Regions from separate parts of the Mus musculus genome. Here regions 1 and 2 are each linked to region 3. A link is a contact called in public Micro-C and promoter capture Hi-C data. All regions are on one chromosome and are shown on one strand. Each heading gives the region's core, a stretch centred on a gene start, on an enhancer-like site or on the middle of the called end of the contact. The rest is flanking DNA. Distances are from core to core; before and after follow the strand shown. Region 1 holds the start of Twsg1 (twisted gastrulation BMP signaling modulator 1). Region 2 holds the start of 1700016K05Rik (RIKEN cDNA 1700016K05 gene). Region 3 holds the start of Mtcl1 (microtubule crosslinking factor 1).

Evidence for each region. Promoter capture Hi-C pulls out the DNA fragments that hold promoters and counts their contacts. A called contact is a pair of places that touch in the nucleus more often than the background predicts.
Region 1: a Micro-C map of embryonic stem cells shows a contact between it and region 3, with 2.7 times the contacts expected there. The contact joins the promoter of Twsg1 here to the promoter of Mtcl1 in region 3. A contact is called at or near these places in 1 of 39 promoter capture datasets (embryonic stem cells), 3 of 484 Hi-C or Micro-C datasets (embryonic stem cells, large pre-B cells and pro-B cells), 4 of 115 datasets of contacts at active chromatin or transcription factors (the NIH/3T3 cell line, large pre-B cells, pancreatic cancer cells and 1 more) and 1 of 9 other capture datasets (pancreatic islet).
Region 2: a promoter capture Hi-C map of stem cell-derived epiblast-like cells shows a contact between it and region 3, with 3 times the contacts expected there. The contact joins the promoter of 1700016K05Rik here to the promoter of Mtcl1 in region 3. A contact is called at or near these places in 2 of 39 promoter capture datasets (liver and stem cell-derived epiblast-like cells).

What each region holds. Positions count from the first base shown.
Region 1 is chr17:65,949,739-65,952,438 of GRCm38.p6, forward strand. It overlaps Twsg1 (twisted gastrulation BMP signaling modulator 1), which reads right to left and starts at 1,449. Exons shown (of 5, transcript NM_023053.3): 1 at 1,329-1,449.
Region 2 is chr17:66,713,131-66,715,830 of GRCm38.p6, forward strand. It overlaps 1700016K05Rik (RIKEN cDNA 1700016K05 gene), which reads left to right and starts at 1,326. Exons shown (of 2, transcript NR_151453.1): 1 at 1,326-1,473. All of the region lies in intron 21 of Ptprm (protein tyrosine phosphatase, receptor type, M), which reads right to left.
Region 3 is chr17:66,448,398-66,451,097 of GRCm38.p6, forward strand. Mtcl1 (microtubule crosslinking factor 1) reads right to left here and starts at 1,353. Exons shown (of 14, transcript NM_172963.4): 1 at 1-1,353. The coding sequence starts at 948.

The DNA.
Region 1 (2,700 bases), core at 199-2,698, 500 kb before region 3:
TTAACTGCATTAAGAATTGTAGGTAAATGGGAAGATATTCTGTTAGTACGGTAGATTCTTCTGTTCTTAAGAAGTATCACAGTACAGAAAGAAAACAGAGGGGCACCAGCACAAATTCTCACAGGGGTTATAAGTGGGGGCTGGCAAGATAGCTAGGTGGCTAACAACACTTGCCTGACATGCCTGAAAGCCTAAGTTCTACTTGGGAGGCAGAGGTTGGCGGATTTCTGAGTTCGAGGCCAGCCTGGTCTACAGAGTGAGTTCCAGGACATCCAGGGCTACACAGAGAAACCCTGCCTCGAAAAACCAGGAAAAAAAAAAAAAAAAAAAAGGAAGAGAATTGCCTCCCTCCAAAGTTGTCCTTTGGCATACACACCATGGCGCAGGTGCACAGGTATGCTTGTGTGCGCATAAACACGCTCGCGCACCCACTAAAATTTTAAAGATATAATTTCTTAAGGCTAAAACACAAATTCCCAACAAAATCAATTAAATAATAGCTGGGCCTGATGAGACACGCCTGTGATCCCAGCATTTGGCAAGCAAGGCAGGAGGATAATGAACTGCAGGCCAGCTTTACTTCCAAGTTAGATAAATTAACGATAAAAATAAGGGGCTAGAGAGATGGCTCAATGTCTTAAGAGCACTTGCTACTCTTGTAGAGGACCCGAGTTCGGTTCCCAGCACCCACACTGGCAGGGCACAAGGGTCAGCAAGCCCAGCTCTGGGGCATCCAATGCCCTCTTCTGGCCCCTATAGCAGTGCCAAGACGAAAAGTGTGCATACGCATACAGACGCATGCATTTTATTTTAAAGGAGTCAAAATAAATCCCCTCAAAACAATAAAATACAATTTTGATGTAGGGCCGGTTAGAAAGTGGACCCTGCTGGTTACAAAACTAGGAGATGGCGCTACACCACAGGCTCTGCATGGGGTATGACTCCGTTCTGAAACAGAAAGTCCAGAGCTCCTGCCCGCCGGCGGGGAACCGTTAGTAATCCCATTTTCTCGCCCGCTCCCTGCGGACCCAGCCGGCTCCCTGGGCATCCTGCCCACAGCCGGTGCGGCCCCGTCGCCGCTGCCGGCCGCGGGGACCCACAGACACCCCCGGCTGCCCCGAGCGTCTTCCCGCCGTCCTCCGGGAATCCAGGTGACCGCGGGGGAGGAGCGCGACACCCCACACCAGCGCCCGGACCCGAGGTTCCGAAGGCGGTGGCACCGCGGCCCTTTGTCCCCGCCGTTCGGGCCTCTCGGCGCCCGCATCCCCGCCGAGCGCCGCGGCCTGGCTTCCTAGATGCCGCCCGCCCGCGCGCCCGAGCTCGCTCACCGTGGCCCCGGCCTCCTCCCGGCCGCCGAGCCTCCAAGCAGCTCCCGCGAACCCCGGCGCCGCGGACACACAGGCCCGCGCTGTCCCCGGCCGCTCCCAGGCCCGCGCCGGGCTGCAGGCCACGCCCCCTGGAGCCCGGGCTGGGCACGCCCTCGGCCACGCCCCCAGGTGTGTGCGCTCCGGCCTCTCGCGGAGCCGGGCCCCGCCCATCAGCCGTCTGGTCTGCTGCCACCTGTTGGGCGGCTTACCTCTGCTGCCAGCCGCTGTGCCCTGCGGTTCGGTTCAGCAGCTCTGCCACAAAGCTGATTTGTCCTCCTTACTGGATATAAGAATGAGGCACAGGGCAGATGAATAGAACAGGACTGATACTTGACGTGCGAGGCAAGGTTCATTTTAAATACGTGTTTAAGCACCTAGGGATCACTGGATACGGATCTGTCCCACACTTCAGTCACTAATTCATAAAAATGTTAAGCCTGGCACTGCCAAAAAGGAGAGAAGGCAGCAGTGAATCCTGCTCAGGAATGTCACTAGGTATGGGAGGGAGACCAACTGGAAGAAGCCTCAGTTGGAACGGAGGTCAGGTCAGTATTGGCTTGACCAGTCATTGAGTCTTGAACTTTAGGAAGATGGGGCTTATCCCACCAGTAGCCCACAAATAAAGTACATTTAGGTCTTTACCATAACCATTGCTTTTCCAGCAATATTCCACAGCCATTGAGTTGGAGCCCACATGGCCAGTTCACTTTGGGAGCAATGGCCTAGTGTCAAACCCTTTCTTAACCTAGGAAGTGTCTTAAACTCTCCTTGGTTTACTGGGAGGCAGCAGCCTAGAAAAAATTGGCTGAGATGGATAGTAATAAATTACTAGCTAATGTGGGTCATAGTGCTGGTATTAATACATTTTGTAAAGTAAGCATAGGTTTTCTTTAAAAATCGGGGGCTGAGTAGATGGATCAGTTAGTAAAAGACCAGGGTTCAGATTCATATGCCCATATGTTCATATGTCAGGCACAGGGGTTGATATATGAAACCCAGCCCTAGAAGGAGGTAGACATAGGAGGATTTCTGGGTTCACTAAAGCTCCAGGTGCCATGAGAAACCCTGTTTAGGAAAATCAAAAGTAAGAAAGCCACCCAAGGTGGTGGTTCAGCTCATAAGGACATCTGTCACCAAACCTGATGACCTTATATTTAGCTGCCACCAAGCCTTATAGTCAAGCCTCAAGATCCACAAGGTGGAAGTAGAGAGCCAATTCTTGCAAGTCATCTTCTGATCTCCACATGTGTGCCACAGAAGGAGTGCAAACACACACACACACACATGCAAGTACACACATACACACACACGCACATATATACACGTGTGTGCA
Region 2 (2,700 bases), core at 76-2,575, 260 kb after region 3:
GAGCATAAGGGAGGAGGAGCAGTAGCCTCCCACCACACTGTCTGCCTCCCGACCCTCTGGCTTTGCTGTGTTCATTCCTGTGCATCTGCAAGCTTCACATTCCACATTAGCATTTAAGGATCCTTGCATTTTCCCAGTAAATTCCCCTTTGACTTTAATTAGCTAGAACTGATCTCTACTGCACATGGCCTAACAATCCTCATAGGCGTTCCTCTGAAGAGAGGGAGGAGTCGTCTAGAGTACTCCCTTGTCAACTTCTTGGCTGTTTTTTTTTTTTTCTTGTTTTAAGTGGCTGTCTTTGCATAATCTCCAATGTGTCGCCTGTTCATGGTCCTTCCTCATGCAAACCCTTGGGGACTTTTGATAGCAAGCTGTTGAAACTCCATTCTAGAAGTGCACATTCAGCAATCTGTGACAAAGCCTCGGCTCTCTCTGTCAACATGGAACACATCTACAGCATGCCTGCTGCATGGCCTGGTTGTCTGTGTCCCCAAATCCTATTCATCTTTTTTTGGATATGTACTGTCCCAGTCCCAGTGCAGGTACAGCAAGCTTCGGGAACATCATTTGCAGCCTTAGCTTCAGGTCCAGATGAGCCCCAGCCCTGACCCTCTGGTATGAGTCCCACATCACTCTGTGAAACCATTGTCACTGAATTTAATCATGTTACCGGTGCCCAAGGACACAATTTACCTGTGCAGCCTCAGCCTGTGGTGACTGACCACACCCTCTCTACACAGCTATGCTTGATCACGGGCAAGCTCTTCTCTTGTCTGTGATTTTCTTTTGCCATTCCTTTCTCCCTTTTCTGTATTTTTATTTGCTGTCTCCAATGGCTTCTCTTCTCATTCCCATTTCTGCTTTATGCTAAATGCTCTCACTCAACACAGCTCCCTTCCCAGTCATGCCTGGAGTCTAATCCCCAAAGTCTTATGCTAACAGTATTACAAAGACAGTGAGTGAATACCACTAAGAGCTTTAGAGATGGAAATCTCTGAGATGTAATCAGAGTGAATTATGTCTTTGGGGTAGATATTGTGTGTTTGAATTCCAGTGGCTTTAGAATGAATGAGGGAGAAAGACTCTTAGTGTTTCCCACCATCTTGCGCGCGCTCAACTGGCCAGGAAGAACGATGCTGCAACAGGATCCTTCTGCACACGTTTATTGGGGGAGCTTGATTGTAGAGGCAAAAAGACCCTGAGCCCAGAACTGGTGCTGCTTACATAGGCCTAGGAGAGGCGTGTCTCACATCTGATTGGTTAACTTGTCTTGGCAAAAGAACCTTCACTGCCTATGTATGTGTGGTGGCCAGAAGTAGCCAACTGCCACTTTGCAACTGCCACTCTGCAACGGCTTCCCACACCACCATGATGTGGTGAAGCCAAGGGGGTCTTTGCAAGACCCTGAACAGTGTTGTTGAGATGATTAGACTCCAGAGCTATGAGGTTTAATCAGCCTCTTTGCTTTGTAAGGTAGATTCCCCAGGGACTTTATTATAGTAATGAAAAAAACAGACTAATATAGCATCCGATCACTGAACACAGCCACCCACATATGTGTGCGTGTTCACTCGTGTACTCATTAGTATAATCGTTGTTTTGACACTTCTTAGATCGTGCCTTGTCTGCTCATCTTGATATTCATGTCTGGCTTAAAGCTGAGGGTAGAGAAGGCACAGCAGATGGTGGCAAATGAAAAGGAGACCCCAGATTTTGCAATACCTTCAGTTCACCTCTTTCCTGAGACTTCCTCGTGTCTGTCTTTCACTCGTCTTCTCAAACTCCACATGTTAAACAGCCATTCAGCCATTTCCTTAAATCTCCAGCCCTTTCTTGGAGGATGGGGTGAGGTAGGAAGGGATTTGCTAGGTACTTGGTTATTAGCCTTCACATTAACAGTCCAAGACACAAAGCCAAAGATCCAGGCTCATATCCAACTTCTCACCTTTCCTTAATGATGCCCATTCCCAATAATATTCAGACTGTGATCTCCCATAAACACGCTATCACTAGCCACACCAGCTTCTTGCTGAGCCTGCTCTCTAGTGAAGAGCCCATGGCCCCTCTCCAGCTGCTTTTCCGAGATTACCACAGCCACCGTTTTCCTTGTCTTCCTCCCTCCCTTATCACCTTCTTCCTGGCTATGTTATTCTGGCTGGTCATGGATCCTCCTGCCTGAGTAGCCGGGACAACAAGTGTACTCTACTGTGTCTAGTCGGAACTGTGTTTCTGCAACGCTAACCAGAACAACTGATTCACTACTTCGACGACTTCCAGTAAGACAGACATTCTCCTTTTACCGCTCTCCATTGCAGACCCATTTCAACAAGCTCTGAACTAGATTCAAGGATCAGAGTCTCCATTCCATGCTAAGACAGATGCACCAGGCCGTGGCTTTCTCCTCCTGCCACCAATTCTCCTTTCTGTGGCTTTCCATCCTATTTGCAAAAACGATTTGTGTCCTATTCTTGCCAATGGAAGTTGTTACTCCTGGGAGGGTTCAGCCTCTTGAGGCCACCTCCAAGTCCTGTATTCCATATGCAGAGCCTATCTTATTGGCACAATCACATTCTGACTTAAGTCTATCACAGTTAATTGTTTGTTATACTTGGGTTTCTAATACATCTGGTGTGCTATGAAGATGAGGGAATTATACATATCTTTCTACTTCTTGGTGCTATGAATTCAGTAACTATCATT
Region 3 (2,700 bases), core at 103-2,602:
CTGTTCGCCCAGGCTAGGCTCCTTGGAGGTCCCCAGAATCGTCCGCTCCGGTGGCGCTCGGCCCCCAACATCCTCCTGAGAACCGGGTCCCGGGGACCCTGTGGAGGCCCCGCCTGGGCTGCTTCGGCCCCCGAGACAGGCACTGGCGACAGGGGGCGCCGCGAGCAGGATAGGGGGCTCGGGGCTGCCCGGCGGCGGCCCGCGGGATCCGGAGCTCGGAGTGGGTGCTCCGCGTATGGGTTCCCGGTCACTGGAGCCGGTGCCCGACTCAGCGTCGCTGCTGGCGGCGGGGAGTAGGCGCTGCTCATCAGACAAGGGTTCGGAGGCGCAGTCGGAGAGATCCGAGCTGCTGTCCGTGTGGTTGATACGACAGCCAGCCACCGAGGTCACAGAGAGGGTCACGGCGGGGACCCGGGAGGCGCGAGCCGGGGGCACGACGGCGCGAGCTGGAGGCGTCCCGGGGCCGCGCTTGGTTTTGCGACCCTTCGCGACGGCAGGCGGTGGCTCGGCCCCAGTCGGCCTCCCAACCCGGGACAGTGGCTCCGCCGGCCCCGCGCGCGCCGCCCTCCTGGTCCCCGGGACGGCCTTAGCGCCGCCCGCCGACCTGGCTCCGGCGCCCGGCGGCGGCTTGTCCTTCGCGCCGGGGACTACACCGCTGCGTCGGGAGAGGCGACCGGGCGCGGCCGGGGGCCCGGGCGACGGCGGCGCCTTCCCGGCAAGGCTAGGCGAGCGAGGAGCCGCGGGAGTCGGGGCACGGCCCGCAGAGGGGGTGGCCGTGGCGGGCCGCGTGTGCAGGTCCTTGAGGAAGGGTCTGGCGGGCGAGGGTGCGCGGTGCAGCCGCCTCCTCTCGGCCAGCGGGTGCAGGTGGTGGTGGCGGTGATGCTGGCCGGCTGGCTGCGGCTTGGTGTCCGGGGCGCCGCCGCCCGCGGGGCCGTTCAGCGTCTCCATGGCCCGGGCGGCGGCTGCGATCCGCAGCTCAGGCGGCAGATGCTCCGGGCGGCGGCGGCGGCGTGCAGCCTCCCCGCGCGCCCGGTCATCACTGACCCCCTGCCCCGCCCGGCGTGCACCCTGCGCTCCCGCCGTCCCCTCCCCCGCACTCAGCCGACCCGGGGGAGTGTGTCCCCTCGCTCAGGTCAACGGCGCTCGGATCCTCCTGGCACAGCCGCCACGGCCGCTCGCATCCCCTGCACCGTGCGTTCAGAGAGCTGAAGTGGCCGCCACCGCGGCCTCGCACAAAAACACTTGTCTGGCGACGCGCGCCCGGCTCCCGAGTTCCGCTCCCCGCCCACTGCCAGTCCGCGGGGGATCGGCAGCCACGGCTTCTGCTCGGCTGCTCCGGCGGAGAGAAGCTGCTGCACGCGCGTCCCCCTCCGTCCCCAGCCCGACGCGCACGCCCCGCCTCCTGCTAGCGGGACGGGGAGGGGGCGGGGCGGGCAGGAGGCGGGGCTGCAGCTCGGGGGACGCGGGAGACGCAGAGCCCGAGTGCCCACGCGTCCACGCAGCAGAGGACCACTCTTTGCCTTTGGATGTACTGGGGCTACCACCCTGAGCCGGCTAGGAAGGGAAGAAGCTGGGGTGAAGGGAGGGAAGAGGGCGGGCATCGGCCACTTGGGGACACTTCAGGTGCAGGCGGGGTAGAGGGCCCCTCTGCGGTGGGTGCCAGCCTTCTCTCTGTTCCACCCAGCCCCCTCTATCTGACTCCTGCCTCCCCTCTTCGCTTCGCTGCCCACCGCTCTCCCCAGAGCTTCTTTAAGGATTCCTGGTACCGGATGCAGCGTCAGGACCGACACAGCGCTCCACAGTTGGCACCCCCAGTGGCCTGGGCAGCTCTGAAAGGGAGGAGCCGCTGTAGAAATCGGAGAAGCAGCTCGTCAAGCCGGGGTCTGAAAGGGAGCTCACATTTATAGTTCCGGCGACCTTGCTCCAGGCACTGCTTCTACTCGCATGATGACAGTCCCGAATTCGAAATCCTGTTTTCAGAAGGAGACATGGGCACGAGGAAGTGAAGTGGCTTGTTTGAACTCCGGGGCTGAGCGGGGATTCAAACCTAGGTCTACCGGAGTCTCAGCAGTACACGTTTGCCTTAGAGCACCAAGGAGCCTGAGGGTTCCGCTCCGTGGGCAAGGTACTTGACCTTTTGGGTCTCCGATTCCCGCCTCACCTGTAGAATCAGAGAAAACCGAATGTAGATGTATTCTGATTAACTGAGCAAAGAGAAGGACTCACCCGTCCACTGTAAAGTGCTTTTGACAGATGTTCCGTGTGGTTTATATCCCAGGCTTTGGATGTTGGGCAATAAGCGCCCCGAGGACAAGTCTAAGTTGTCCTCTATCTAGATTCGGGATTTGGGGAGCAGGGATGAACAAGAAGAAGACGCCAGCGGGGAAATCCTGTGTGTTTCCTGAAAGATGCTGGTCTTGAAGTTCACAGCACAGTTAAGTGGGACAGGGCTTAGACCTAAAGCTGTGGAGTGGAAAGTGAAGGATTCTGGTTGATCTTATTTGCTGAGAAAGATCCCAGAGCCGCAGGGTGGGGCAGAGGGCATGGTGTGGGTGACTGCATCCCGAAGCACGAGGAGAGTACAGACTTGAAATGTTAAAGGAAAATTGTACTCAAAGTCCGTGGTCTTAACGACAGAATGGCCTTCCGTAGCCCGAACCGTCAGAAGCTGCAGGAAATGGCTTTTTTTTTTTTTTTTTT